Linked DNA regions of Zea mays: all the other regions are linked to region 2. The links are chromatin contacts, called in public Hi-C maps. All regions are on one chromosome and are shown on one strand. Each heading gives the region's core, a stretch centred on a gene start, on an enhancer-like site or on the middle of the called end of the contact. The rest is flanking DNA. Distances are from core to core; before and after follow the strand shown. Region 1 holds the start of LOC100280226. Region 2 has its middle 71 kb from the start of LOC100280226. Region 3 holds the start of LOC103638155 (probable receptor-like protein kinase At2g21480).

Region 1 (4,240 bases), core at 651-3,150, 71 kb before region 2:
TATAAGAAGCTACTATGTAAGAACCACCAGATGGAACGTGCCTCTATTCAAATACTACTAAGTAGCAAAATTGTCCCACAAAGATGTGTGATCCTTAGCCTTCCCCGAGAGGCCAAGACTACAAATTTCCAATGTACAATCAGTGTGCCATAAAACTTACTAGACCTAATGTCTGCATACTCGTGTGACTGCACAGGCCATGAACTAAGCTCAAACCGCCACAGTCTTGGCTGGCTAGGCATCAATTCTCCCCAAATTAAGGGCATTTACAACTCCATTTAATATAGAATCCCTTGAGGGGTCTTTGAGGGTTGACTGAAAAAATATTGGCTCTTCGCGAAGAGTTCATCTCTACATGACTCACTATATATATTCTATTACCTACATTTATGATATAGGGGCTCATGTTTGTATCATGCAGTCTTTTAACTGTTTCTACTTTGAAAATCGATCCGGCTCAGGGTTGTGCATGCCCTAAGCAGCAGGGTGGGCACCGCTACAACAGCCCAAAGAATATACAGAACTGCGTGTTTCTTCGCTTCTCTGCCCATACATCAATCACAGGCAGACAGTGAAGTAATTCTATCTCAAATCTTATCTTTGGAGGAAAACACAGACAATCTCTATGGACTTGTTTGGATGAACATGTATCTCCATGTGCGTTGGGGTGGATTGCCGTGGAATTTAAAATAAAATTCACACGAACCCTCTCCAGTCTCCATCACAGACCTCAATCCAGGCGGGAAAGGATATAACGGAGTGCACACGGAGACAAGTAACCCCAGAAGTAAAGAACGTAATCACAAAGAGAACAATTGAAACAATAAGAGTAGGGGAAAGACAATCACTCCAACAACTAGGGGGAGTTTTGAATGCACTAGAGCTAATAGTTATTTGGCTAAAAAGTTGTTAATGAAATTAGCTAGCCAAATATTGGCTAATTTGCTAAAAGTAGCTAATAGCTAAAAACTACTAGCTAGACTATTTAGATCTCTTCAGCTAATTATTAGCTCTAGCGCATTTAAAAACTCACTAAAAAACCATGAAGTACCTTTTGCTGGGTTGGCTTTCCACCAGCCATACATATCTTCGGCGACCCAACCCAACCCAAGGGAACAAGATAAACATACATGGCTAGTTTGGGAGCCAAAAAAATCGGAAGGACTAAAATCGCCTCTTATTCAATTTTGATTAAGGAGATTTTGGTCTCTCCAATCCACTCTACTCTGGTTTTCTGGCTCCCAAACTAGCCCTACATGTATGTTTGAACATTATGTAAACTAGTCCGTAAGAAACGGCACAAAGCAAACGGTAATGGCGCTGCTGGAGGAAGCAAAGATGTAGATTGCTACCGCCTTCCCGGCCAAGTTAACCGCTACGAGAAGGAGCGAGAAAGAGAAAAAAAGGAAAACTTTTTTTTGGACTTTCTCGGTAGAGCTTGGGAAAGGTAGAAGAGTTCTAGATTTGACAGGCACAAACCCTCAGAACAAAACTTCGCTCCCCTCAGACGGATTGAATTGAACACTTAGCAAAAACTCGATGCAAGCCAAATCGAAACGGCTAAGCGCGACCAAACCGCGACAGCACAAGGACCAGAATTCCGGCCTCGAAACCCATAATTCGGGCGCGGTGCATTGCGGGAACCGGCGCCCATCCGCCCCAGACGGCGGTATCCGGTGGGTATCCCACCACGAATCCTCTCCCGCCGGCGAGCGCACGAACTCCCCCCTCGCAACCAGTCCGGCAATCAACCGCGTGCGGAAAATCAAAGCGAAGAGGGGCGCAAAAAAGATCTCACCCCGCTTCCGCTGCCGCTTCCCTTCGTGCTGCTTCCCCTTCCGCTGCTAGATTATTTCCACTCCCCTCTGTTCTTCTCCTCTCCTCTTCTTGCGCCTGTCAGTCTGTGTGTGTTGGTGTGGCAGCCGTTGCCGGCGCTCCGGCCACCGCGCTAAATAGCTTCGCGGCGCCCGAGGCGAGGGTGACCGGCCGCAGCCGGTGGGGCGGCCCGCCTTTGACCGCTCGTCACCGGTCGCTGCGGCCCCACGGCGACGATCCCGGCCGTCGGATCGGGGCAGCAGCGCGCGGGGGAGGCGGATATTTACACGCGTTGGCCGGTGATTGGGTGGCGGTGGGGACCGGCAGAGGGAGCGGTCGGTCCGTGGCTACGTGCACCCAGCGGGTGTACACGTTAGCTTTGGATGGGCCCACGCGGGGGAGAGGGCGCGGTGGGGCCGTGCCAGATGCGCTGGGTCGGTGGGTGCTGCTTCCTCATGATATCGACCATAAGGCTATGAGTCCATCAGCCCATGCATAGACATTAGGCATTTAGGCAAATGTCTCGTAAGGGATATTATTATTATAATACATGTACGTTGTGATGGTATATAATTATATTTCATAATATTAATTGAGAAGGACGAGATCGTACCCGTAATACAATCAATGGTAAAGCGAAGTAAATCAGTCATATGGATCATCTCCAAAAAATATCGATAATAAATAAATTTAATATCAAAGTGAGCATGTTGTCTATAGATCATATATTAAATTGCTAATAATAAATATTACACTTTATTTTAGACAAAAGACTGAGAAAGATATGAGTAAAAAAGAACTCAATCCCTATTTTTATAGAGCTCTCTGTAGCTCGTCCTCCTTCAGCTAACAGAGTGTTACTATATGTGCACGACTTCCTGTCGTATTGGACTTGGTGGCTTCTCACGGTCTATATATAGTGTAACAGCCTTGATGACCTATAACTCAAGATATTGACTCTATATAAACACAAGGTATGACTGCGGGTTTCAAATACCCACAACATATTCCACTGAACTTATGCCCTTTTATTTTCTCGTAGACACACGCATTAAACACAATTCATGGACAGATTGAACCATAAAGATGTCTGACTACTGCACAATAATCTGATAGAGAAGAAAACATGCATCAACAATTATCAAACAGAGGCCATGAAAGGATTCATGATGCAGCATGCATGAGCCATGCATGAGTTGAGCGGTGTCCAGTATTGTCTTGCATCATGCACGAGAGTGGTTAATTTAGATCTAGCTACAAGAAACATATGAGCTAATGAACCAAATGCCTCGAACAGTAGCTGTCGGTACCCTGAATCAAGGGTACCCTCTTCTACAGTATGAAGGCGCTGCACCCGTTCGACATCTCCAGATCACACGGAGAGCGGCACCCGACCCCACCACATGGGCAGGCCTAAGGGCACCACGTGGCGAGGAAGGATAATACATCCCAGGAAGCACCGTTGGGTCCGGACCTCCGCAGAGGGACACCGGACCCCTGTGAGTACGAGCCTGGAGCTCCCGAGGAGACATGTCGGGTCCCCCCGAGTGAGGTCCGGGCCTTAGCAGGGTCCCGAGACGGAGAGGATCCCGACACAAGCAAGGGTTCGGTGCCGACACGTGTCCAGGCCTTGCCCTACGCTCCCCGCTCAGGCGGAAACCCGCCGCGGTCGCGTGGCTTGTGGCCCGTGACATAAGCCAACGGGCCGAGTCTGACGTAAGGCCCATACGGCTGTGCAGTCTTTGCATTTATTGCGGAGAGGACGCGTCACCTGCCACCACGCTGACGGACGACGCGCCCTCTCAGCATTTAATGCGTCCTGTCCAATTCACCGGCAAACGACGTCAAGGTCACCCAGCAGACGACGCGCCTGACCAGTCTGTTGGCAAACAGTGCGCCCGTGCCGAGCGGCGCACAATACCCATCGTCCCTTCTACAAGAAGCTTCCCCTGCACGCCGAGGATACGAAGATCTCGGGCGACAGGGCACAAGAAGATTGCCCCAGCAGCAAACATTGGTGGCTCCAAGCGCTATATTCTTTATGTCCCTGGGCCCACATGTCGGGGCCCAGTACCTTTGTGCATGCCCCCTTCAACTATAAAAGGGGAGGCATGCGACGTTACACACAAGCTCAATCTTTTAGACCCAACCTTAGTCTCACAAGTTCATACAATCTCTCTAGCAATACATCACACAGTGGAGTAGGGTGTTACGCTCCGGCGGCCCGAACCACTCTAAACCCTTGTGCGTTCTTGTGTTCTTCCCACTTTTCCAACTAACAAGCAAAACGCTTAGGCCCCCTCCTCATCTTAGGATTTAGGGCGGGTGCACTCCGCCACCCGGCCGAAGATTTGCTCTTCGACATTTGGCGCGCCAGGTAGGGGGCTAGGCATTAGGTTTTTGCTTGTTTCCTTGTCCAAGCATG
Region 2 (4,300 bases), core at 1,406-3,905:
ACTTTGATCCTTAGGATTGTTTGTTTTCCTTAGGACGAAAAGAGCATTATAGGGAACTTTGCAGTAAGATTCCACCACGCTCCCAATGAAAATATTCTTGCATGTAGAAGCTATCTTTCCTCAGGATAACCCCTGAGCTAGGCCTTATTGCGAAAGACAACTTCTACCCACAAGATCTAAGCAGAGCTAAGCATTTTTGTAAATCATATTTTGATACTTCACCAGAAGTATCTATAAAGGTATGGATATCAAGGTAGGCAATGCATCAAAAGGTTCCAAGCAACTCCTATAAACCTAATGCAAATTTCACTAGACTTAAAGTGTGCAGAAATTATTTAAAAACACAAGGAAGGGGTTTCATGCACCGGGGCTTGCCTGGAATAAACACTACGTTAGTGTTTGTTAGACGACGATCACTTGACGACCATCCTTTGTCCAGATACTTGCTTCGTCTGTCCATCTCCAGTTCCGTTCATCAGCACCATCTTGTGGTCGACTCAGTTCTGGTTCTCCGCATCGCGTGGTTAATTCACGTACCTGAATGAGATGCATTATGCACATGAATGCATATAAACATAAATATCGCAAACCTAGATAGTGCTCGCGATAGCGAATTAAACACCTAGCGGTGAGACGTTGAACAATTTCATAAGGAGACACTAATAATCTACAATTAAGCGCAATAATTACGCTTCTCGAATCTAACGCAAACATCACCAACCACAAACTATACACATGAAATACAATTAGCTTAATCACAACTTATCAATTAATTAATTAAATTCTAAACTTATCCCTCATTTTATAAATGACACTACATCATTCACAAAGAACTATTTTAATTTTATTTTACTCCTCACATATTTTACATGTCCACAATTAATCAAACATTTCTTTATCACACATGCCTACTAATATTCTACTCGGTATATTAATTTAGCTAATTGACCGGAATAGCGAAATAACTCGCTATAACTGAACCTGGCTCGATAATCGCAAGAACTGCGAAGTCGACGAGAGTTTCGTGACTTACGCAATTTATCGAGCACCTTAATAAGCATCACACTAGCACATTAATTTATTCATTGATCGAACTATTCTGGATAATTTATCAGCTTACCATTTCCACAGCTGACACGAATCCGCGAGATCGGTAGCGATTTTCTGATCCAGGCAATTTGTCGAGCGCTTGGGGAATATCGCGCTGCTAGCTTCGTCTTCACCCGATTCTTGGGATTTCTTGCTGACGCGCGGAACGACGATGACTTTCAGCTGAAGTCGGGAGCGAGCTGGTGAGGTGGGGTTTGAGCAGAGGATGACGTGTTTGACGACTTGACGGCAAACGACGCAACGACGAGCTGGGCAGGATTCGAGCTAATAGGTACATTATAGGATAGCGACCATCATGATGAACGAACTAAGTCGCGACGAGGTCGACCGACGAGGGAAAATAAGGAACACGACAGTCAGTCGGCGAACTGAAGATTGGGAGCGACAGTCGATGAAGAGCTTATCTCCAGAGAGCCGCGCGAAGGAAGCTGAAAATTACTCTGACAGTGGTTCAGCGACAACTGATGACCGGTAGAGGAACGCGGCTGCGTGCAGAGGAGCAGGGAGAAGACTGTTGGTTTCCTATTTAGCGAGCAGGTGGTACACGGGGTTGACGATTTGAACATGCGGAAACACGGACCATCCGGGAATCACGGCGAGACGGTAACATCACTGCGACGCGCCAGCGCTAAAGGCTGAGCAGGGAACTCAAGTTCGACGGCGAGCAAGGAGACATGTCAAAACCCTGGACGCGACGGCGATTTCACACCGAGGCGACCAACTTCGGATCCGAAGCAGGCCGAACGCGACAGCAAGCGCGGCACAATCCGAGCAGGGTAGGAAGGAGAGAGATCCGCGCGACGATGAGACTCCACATCTCTGAGAAAAACAAGGAGCAGGGACTGGGCGCGGCATGCTGGAGAAATACCGCGCGCACAGAGCAGAGAATCGCTCGGCTGGGCGCACTGGAGCAGCAGGGCGATTGCCGCGGCATGGAATAGCAAGAAGAAGCGACCGGCGCTGAGGGACACGATAGCAGGGAGGAGCAGGAAGGTTGGGCGACCGAGCGCCGTCTCCCGTGGCGAGCACCGACGAGCAGAGAAGACGCGCGACACCAGAGAGCGAGCAGGAGAGAGAGAGCACCATGGGAGCTGAGGGAGAAAGAAGCTGGGCTTGGGCGCCATGGGTATTCGCGGCTGGGGGCGGATCCGAGCTAGACGACGGCAGAGGAGAGAGGTGGGGCGAGGGCGGCTGGAAGACGGCGCGCGCAGAGGAGCTGGGGGAGCAGAGCTCCGGTCGAGCGCGCCATGGCTGGAGAGGGCGCGGTCAGCACTAGCTCCATGGCGGGGTGAGCACCAAACTGGGCCCAGGGACGCGCGCGCACGGCACCAGGGACTCACGACCGGCAAGGTGAGGGAGGGAGCCTTGCGAGCGGCGGTAGAGAGGAAGCACAGGCTGGGCACGAGCAGGCACAAGACGCGCGGCCAGGAAGGAGGAGCCGGGGCAGAGGGTGCTCGGCGAGGGACGCTGGGGAGGAGCAGAGGACCACGCCGCTGCAGGGAAGGAGAAAATGATTGGGGATAAGTAGCCTGCGTGCGCAGAGAGATAAGGATCAGAGAGAGGGGCGGTGGGATTTTCTCCCAACGACAAATGTTGTTCCCTTCCCACCCGCGCGGATGAGAACGAAGGCAGGAAAAATCCTAGACTGAAGGAAGCGGCGCAAGGATAAGAATATTTTTTTAAAAAAAACCAAAAATATCTCGTTTCTTAGGATTAAAGTTCAAAAAGATTAAATAAGAGGTCCCAAAACACATTTCGACCACGCATTTCACTTTTCCTAGTTACGAAATAGAGAATCTAATTCCATAGTTACGAGACTCGATTTTTATCGATTGACGAGTGGGGACATAATTATTCGTACCGAGAATCTTAGTCGACGAGTTCTATTTAATTGGTCCGGGATAAAATCGTCCAAGTGGTTCGGGCTTCCGAAGTCGTACTCACGCGAGCGATGAATTTTAAAAAAAATCATCGGACGCACCAATTTTCAGAACAAATATGTTACGAACAGCACGAAAATTTAGGAAGAGCCCGGATAGATGAAAATAAAAACGACTCGCACTCGCGACAGATGGAACAAATGCGATATTGAAATCGCGATAAACGAAGATGTTTAAAATTTAACATCCGTTTTATCCACTGATTACGTGCTTAATTCCATACTCGTTGTCGAGCAGAATATAAACACCAGGGGTGTTACAGCAGCCACTGGATGTCAACCAGGAAACACTGCGCGAAGCTCGAACTCAAAAGAGAAAGGCTACAAGTCCAACGCCTCACGAAGAGGAGCTGGACCAGGAAATAAGGGACCTCGAAGCTATCCATCAACAAGTCGAAAGGAAGAGAGAGAAAATGCTTCGTCTCTCCGATCTGCAGAAGAAGATCGATGAGGCTGCTGAAGAAATACGTCATCTCACTCAAGATGACTAGGACCGAAGACCTCCACAAAGAGAGCTTCGTCAGAATAATTCCTACAATGACGATGATTGGTATGACATTTTCCATCATGGGAATTTTGCTTTTGATGATGCTTCTCCTCTGTCTGCAGAACTGCAGGCTACCCCATGGCTTTCATCATACAAGCCACCTTAGCTCCCCATGTATGATTGGCACTCAGATCCAAAGCAGTTTCTGATGAGCTACGAAGCAACCATATCTTCATATGGGGGCAATACCGCAGTCATGGCGAAGTCCTTCGTCATGGCAGTCCGAAGTGTGGCCCAGACATGGTACTCTTCTCTCCGGCTAGGGACTATCACGTCATGGCAAAAACTTAAAGACATGCTGGTTACCAGTTTTCAAGGGTTTCAGACGAAGCCAGTCATAGCTCAGGCCTTGTTCCAGTGCATACAAGACCATGAGGAGTAACTTCAGGCTTATGTCCGAAGGTTCTTGCGTCTGAGAGCACAAGCGCCCATAGTGCCCAATGAAATCGTCATTGAGGCCATGATCAAAGGTCTTCGGCCAGGACCTATGGCTCAATACTTCGCCAAGAACCCCCCCAGACTCTGGAGATGCTGCTTCAGAAAATGGATGAGTACATCTGGGCTGACAATGACTTCTACCAAAGAAGGGAGGAAGCTTATAGATTTTCTGAGATGACTAGGGGCTTCGGAGGAAGAATCCACCCTAGGCATGTTAGATCAATCCACAACTCCAGTCAGAACGATGACAAAGGAGGCCAGTTTTA
Region 3 (4,578 bases), core at 415-2,914, 85 kb after region 2:
CCCTTGCCGGTGAAGGACTGGCCCGTGTGGATGGGGAGCAGCCACGACGAGAAGCTCTCCCGCCGCTCCCAGTCCTGCGGCCGCTTGTACCACTTCACCACCATGGCGCCCAGCCCCGCGAACGCGCCGAACATCATGGCGAACCCGACGGCCGCCACCGCCTTGCGCCCACCGCTCCCGTCGTCGGCCTTCTGCCCGTCCACGCCAAACTCGCCGTCCAGGCTGCCCACGGAGTTGCTCATCTTCAGCACCTCCATGCCGTTGAGCAGCGCGTCGATCCGCCCCGTGTCCTGCCCCATGGGCCCGACCTGGACGCTCAGCTTGCCGTCCTCCAGCAACGACGAGTTCACCACGAAGTCCTTGTAGTAGGGCGCCGCCAGCTCGCCGCCGGCCACCGTCGACAGGTCCAGCCCGGACACGGCCTTGCGCCCGCCGATGTACACGTCGAAGTAGAGGTCGTTGGTGGCCTTGCTCACGATGTCGGCGAAGAAGAGGCGGACCAGGTAGCTGAAGGACGGGTCCACGTCCACCTTCCACGTCAGGTTGAAGTTGGGGCTCCCCACGTCGGCGTCCGCCATCCTGGCAGCGCTGGCGTACACCAGCGCCGGCGCCACCAGCCGGGACGTCCCTTCGGGGAACCTGATGGTGCTGGTGGGCACCGACACGTCCTTCACCGCCTCCTTGGACTGCACGTACGCGGCGTCGGTCTCCCACCGCCGGCCCAGCGTGTCCTTGGCCGGGCCGATGGCGGGACCGCCGACGTTGATCCGGTACAGGACCTGGTACGCGTCGTGCACCAGGCCGGTGATCTCGCCCAGCGGCGCGACGGCCAGCGCCGAGTCGGTGACGAGCTCGTCGGGCGCGTTCACCACCTCGATGGCGTTGACGAAGGCGGCGGAGCCACTGAGCGGCTGGAACTTGAGCGCCAGGTGGTTCTCGGTGGCGTTCACCAGGTACTCGTTCATGACGGGCTTGTCCCCCGGGGTGAAGCTGTGGAGCAGGACGTTGTCGTCGGTGACGACGCTAAAGGTCACCGACGCGAGGTCCACGTCGCCGCCCTTGAGCGGGAAGAAGTAGAGGCGGATGAAGTGCCAGCCCGGGACGGTGAGCGGGAAGCTGTAGACGGCCTCCTCCTTAAACACCCGCGCGGTGGCGTACAGCGGCGAGGGCACGTCGGCCTTGTCGTCGGCGGCGACGCGGATGGCGTCGGTGGCGGAGAGCAGGTGGTTGGCCTGCGCGTCCGTCTTGTACGACTTGCCGTCGGCGGTGAGGGGCGCCGTCCCGCCGCAGTCGATCAGGAAGCTGTCTTTAGGCGTGAAGCTGGACGGCGTGGGCGGCGTCTGCGCGCCGCTGTCGGTCACGGGCCGGCCTTGCCCGGACACGGTTGCCGCCGCCGCCGCCAGCAGTAGTAGCAGCAGCGCCAGCGGGAGCGTCCCGCGGCGCGTCATGGCTGGTCCAGCGCTTGCTTCTACCTAGGTAGCTAGCTAGCGAGCTAGTCTAGCGTGTCTGCTCGTCACCACCGACCACCGGCCCGCACCGGAGGGCGGCAGGCCTCGTTGTGACTGGGGTTGGGTGGGTTGTTTTGTTGACGGTGGCGGGGCCCTCTCACCCTCTCCCTGGTTGGTGGGCCCAATCGGAGGAGAGGGAGGAGGGAAGCGGTGAAATGGCGGGTTATGTGGTGGCTACCGGCTTGCCAAGTTTAAGCAGCCGCCCGCTATGTTTGGGATGGTGGCCAGAGCCCAGCGCCGAGGCGTGCGCTCCACAACCCGCCAGGTGCATGCTGCCTATTCTTGGAGACGCGTCGGCGTCGCTTTGCTTTGCTTTGCTTCCCTTTCCTTGGGGGGACCCAACCCAAATGTGTTAGCACCAGACGTGGTCACGTGGGTGAGAAGTGGAAGACGCTGCTGCAAGACTGCAAGAGCAAGGGCAGCAGATCCTCCCAGAGTCCCACTGAGCGCCGCTGGAGAACCTGAATGCTCCACGGAAACAAGTCATTAGGAAGTTCTTCTTCATTTGATAGACGAGAAAAATGCTGCATTCATGGACCATGACAATACTTTACAACTAATGGTGGACGGAAGTAGATCAAAGCAGAGTACAAAAACAATACAAAAAATATATATATATATATGGCTTGTACACGATCGACCAAGATCAGTTAGTTCATCGCCATGCGTGTTACTGCCAACTTCCACTTCTTCAGCATCCAACCATGAACCACCGCCTGCTCGTCTTGCTGCGCTCCGCCTTCCTCTTCTCCTTCTGGCACGCGCATTTTGTTTCTTGCAGTTTCTTCACCTTTTTTTTTCCAAACCAAACGAAACAAGGTCAGATTTTTCAACGTTTTGTCGCCTCTGTATTCGTTTACCAGTGCGCAGAAATCGGTCAGAGTGTCTTTGTCGTCGTCGGGGAGCGGACTGCGGAGCTCACCTTGGTGGGCGCGTTAGGCTTGCTGCTGGTGCTGCGGTGGAGCTGGCGCGCGCCCCGCTGCAGGATCTCCACGGCGCTCCAGCTCCCGCCGGCCGCCGCCGCCGCGGGCTTGCTCTTGCTCTCGTTGCCGCCGCCGCCGCCGCCGAACGCCGCAGCAGGGGCCGGGTCCACCACCGCCACCGGCGCGAGGTCGGACCACGTGGCGGGGTCCTCGACCTGCGGCACCGACGAGGAGGTCCCCAGCACCAGCTGGTGGGCGGCGTGGCCGGCGGCCTTGCCGCCGACGTCCAGGTCCAGCTCGCTGCTGAGCTGCCTGATGCGGGACTCCAGCAGGTTGAGGCGGTCCATGAGGTCGCTCCGCACCTGCACGTGTTGCAGCGCCGACGGCAGGGACTTGGTGTGCTGGTGCTGCGGCGCCGGCGCGCGGCGGGCCGGGGCCGGGGCCGGGTCGGCGTGCGACGGGCGGCGCTGCTGCTGCTCCTCCAGCTGCCGCAGCTGCACCAAAATACGTGCGCATGGAGTCATCAGTCGCTTCGCATCAATGTGCCCGCGTCATCGGCGTGCATGGACCATTCATGGATGTATGTATACAGTACAACTACACGTCGGGATCGCACGTACCCGGAGGTCGATCTGGTCGAGGCGGCCGAGCAGCTGGCTCTCTGCCGGCGGCGGGGGCGGGGGCTGCGGGGGAAGGCCGTACCCGTAGCCGCTGATGAGGACACGGCGCTCGGAGCCCACCAGCACGTCCGCCATGACGGACGGACGGCTCGCAGTCGCACGCGATCGATCGAGTTGGTTTATGTGACGGTGACGATGACGCCGCCAACTGCAGCTGCAAGGACGACGCGCGTGCCACCGTCAGTTATAAAGGCACGGTGGTGAGGACTGAGGAGCACGCAGGCCGGGTCGTCGGTCAAAGATGATCGGGGCAGGGCGGCGATGGAGGAGCATGCAGTGGCATGGCGTCGTGGCGACGACGAGGTGTAGCGGAGCCCGGCATGGTCGGAGCTGAGAGATCGGGTCTTAGACTCGGCCGAGTCAAAGAACGTGGGAATATTTCCTTCCCGGGTGTGCTACACTGCTACGTCTCTGGATCGATTTGTAGGTGAAGCCCAGGAATCGGCGAATCGGTATAAGATGCGCGTTAGTGGCTAAGACAGACGGCCCATCTTAAAGAATATGGCCCATATAGACCTATCATAACAGGCCGGTCGTGTGTCCCTTCTAACTTTGCTGATTCTATAGGAGAAAACCGAGTGCTGGGCACCCAAGGAACACTGCAATTTGCAACAAAGAACCCCGGAACATAAAGTTGTTTATATACCGAAAACGTACAACTTCTAGAATCTACAAAAAATTAGAGATATATATAGACGTTTGAACCTAGAGCAACTACAAGGGACTAGTCAGATCATATTGTTAAATTAAATTTGGCTATTGTCCAAATAAAAACATGTCCAATAAAATATGTAAATGCGCCTCTTCAAAATTTAGTAGCTCTACATCTCACTACCTTTGTTCTCTAATTTTAGATAGCCAGCTTCACTCACTCTTCTAGTCCCCGTTACTCAATTGTTGTAACCCCTTCTCTCGGGGATGATGCGGGCCGCCATGCAATACAAAACTCAGGTTGGGGATTATCGATCTCTGCCCCCGTTGCCATTAAAAAAAGCATTTAATTTGGTTTTGCTTTCCGGTTTCGTTTCCAATGGAAGATTTACCATCTGTTACAAAATATTGTACATATGATCAAGACCCATCCAACCGTCCATTTTACAGTTATTTGATCTACGGGTCAGATGCCCTTTGTACACATGTATATAAAGAGGATCTCTGCAATAAACAAGACACACCAGTCGTTTTGTCTCATTCGCTCTTGTCTCTCTACTGATTACCACTGAGCACTGCAATAGAGCGCAACACGTTATCAGCACTGTCTCAAGGAGAAATCAGAGAAGGGAAAAGAGGAAGAACACGCTGTTCTTGACAAGAACAGCAAGATCGATCTGCACATCAACAGCAAGGTATGGAGCATACCGTTTCCATGCGCATACGCCGTATGCGCGAGGTTCTTCACATTGTTGATGATGCGATGTTGGAAGCGTTCACCGTTGGGCAAGCCACTGCGCTTCCACCGGTGCACGC

Evidence for each region. Hi-C and Micro-C count contacts between places; a contact is called where the count stands out from the background.
Region 1: a contact with region 2 is called in a Hi-C map of leaf, with 4 times the contacts expected there. The contact joins the promoter of LOC100280226 here to the enhancer-like site in region 2. A contact is called at or near these places in 3 of 25 Hi-C or Micro-C datasets (bundle sheath, leaf and tassel).
Region 3: a contact with region 2 is called in a Hi-C map of leaf, with 6 times the contacts expected there. The contact joins the promoter of LOC103638155 here to the enhancer-like site in region 2. A contact is called at or near these places in 7 of 25 Hi-C or Micro-C datasets (bundle sheath, ear, endosperm and 2 more).

The regions. Positions count from the first base shown.
Region 1 is chr9:27,226,163-27,230,402 of Zm-B73-REFERENCE-NAM-5.0, reverse strand. LOC100280226 reads right to left here and starts at 1,900. Exons shown (of 10, transcript NM_001153156.1): 1 at 1,799-1,900.
Region 2 is chr9:27,155,671-27,159,970 of Zm-B73-REFERENCE-NAM-5.0, reverse strand. It overlaps the pseudogene LOC118473434. Among protein-coding and RNA genes, the nearest start is that of LOC100280226, 71 kb to the left of the region's middle. Within about 2 kb of position 2,655, at least 8 of the 20 cell types and tissues checked have an H3K27ac peak or open chromatin away from gene starts, as enhancers often do. A contact at or near this core is called in ear and leaf, where this site is marked.
Region 3 is chr9:27,069,229-27,073,806 of Zm-B73-REFERENCE-NAM-5.0, reverse strand. It overlaps LOC103638155 (probable receptor-like protein kinase At2g21480), which reads right to left and starts at 1,664. Exons shown (of 1, transcript NM_001407493.1): 1 at 1-1,664. The coding sequence starts at 1,448. LOC100278437 reads right to left here and starts at 3,272. Exons shown (of 3, transcript NM_001152034.3): 1 at 3,052-3,272; 2 at 2,431-2,925; 3 at 2,013-2,298. The coding sequence starts at 3,186. The coding sequence ends at 2,200.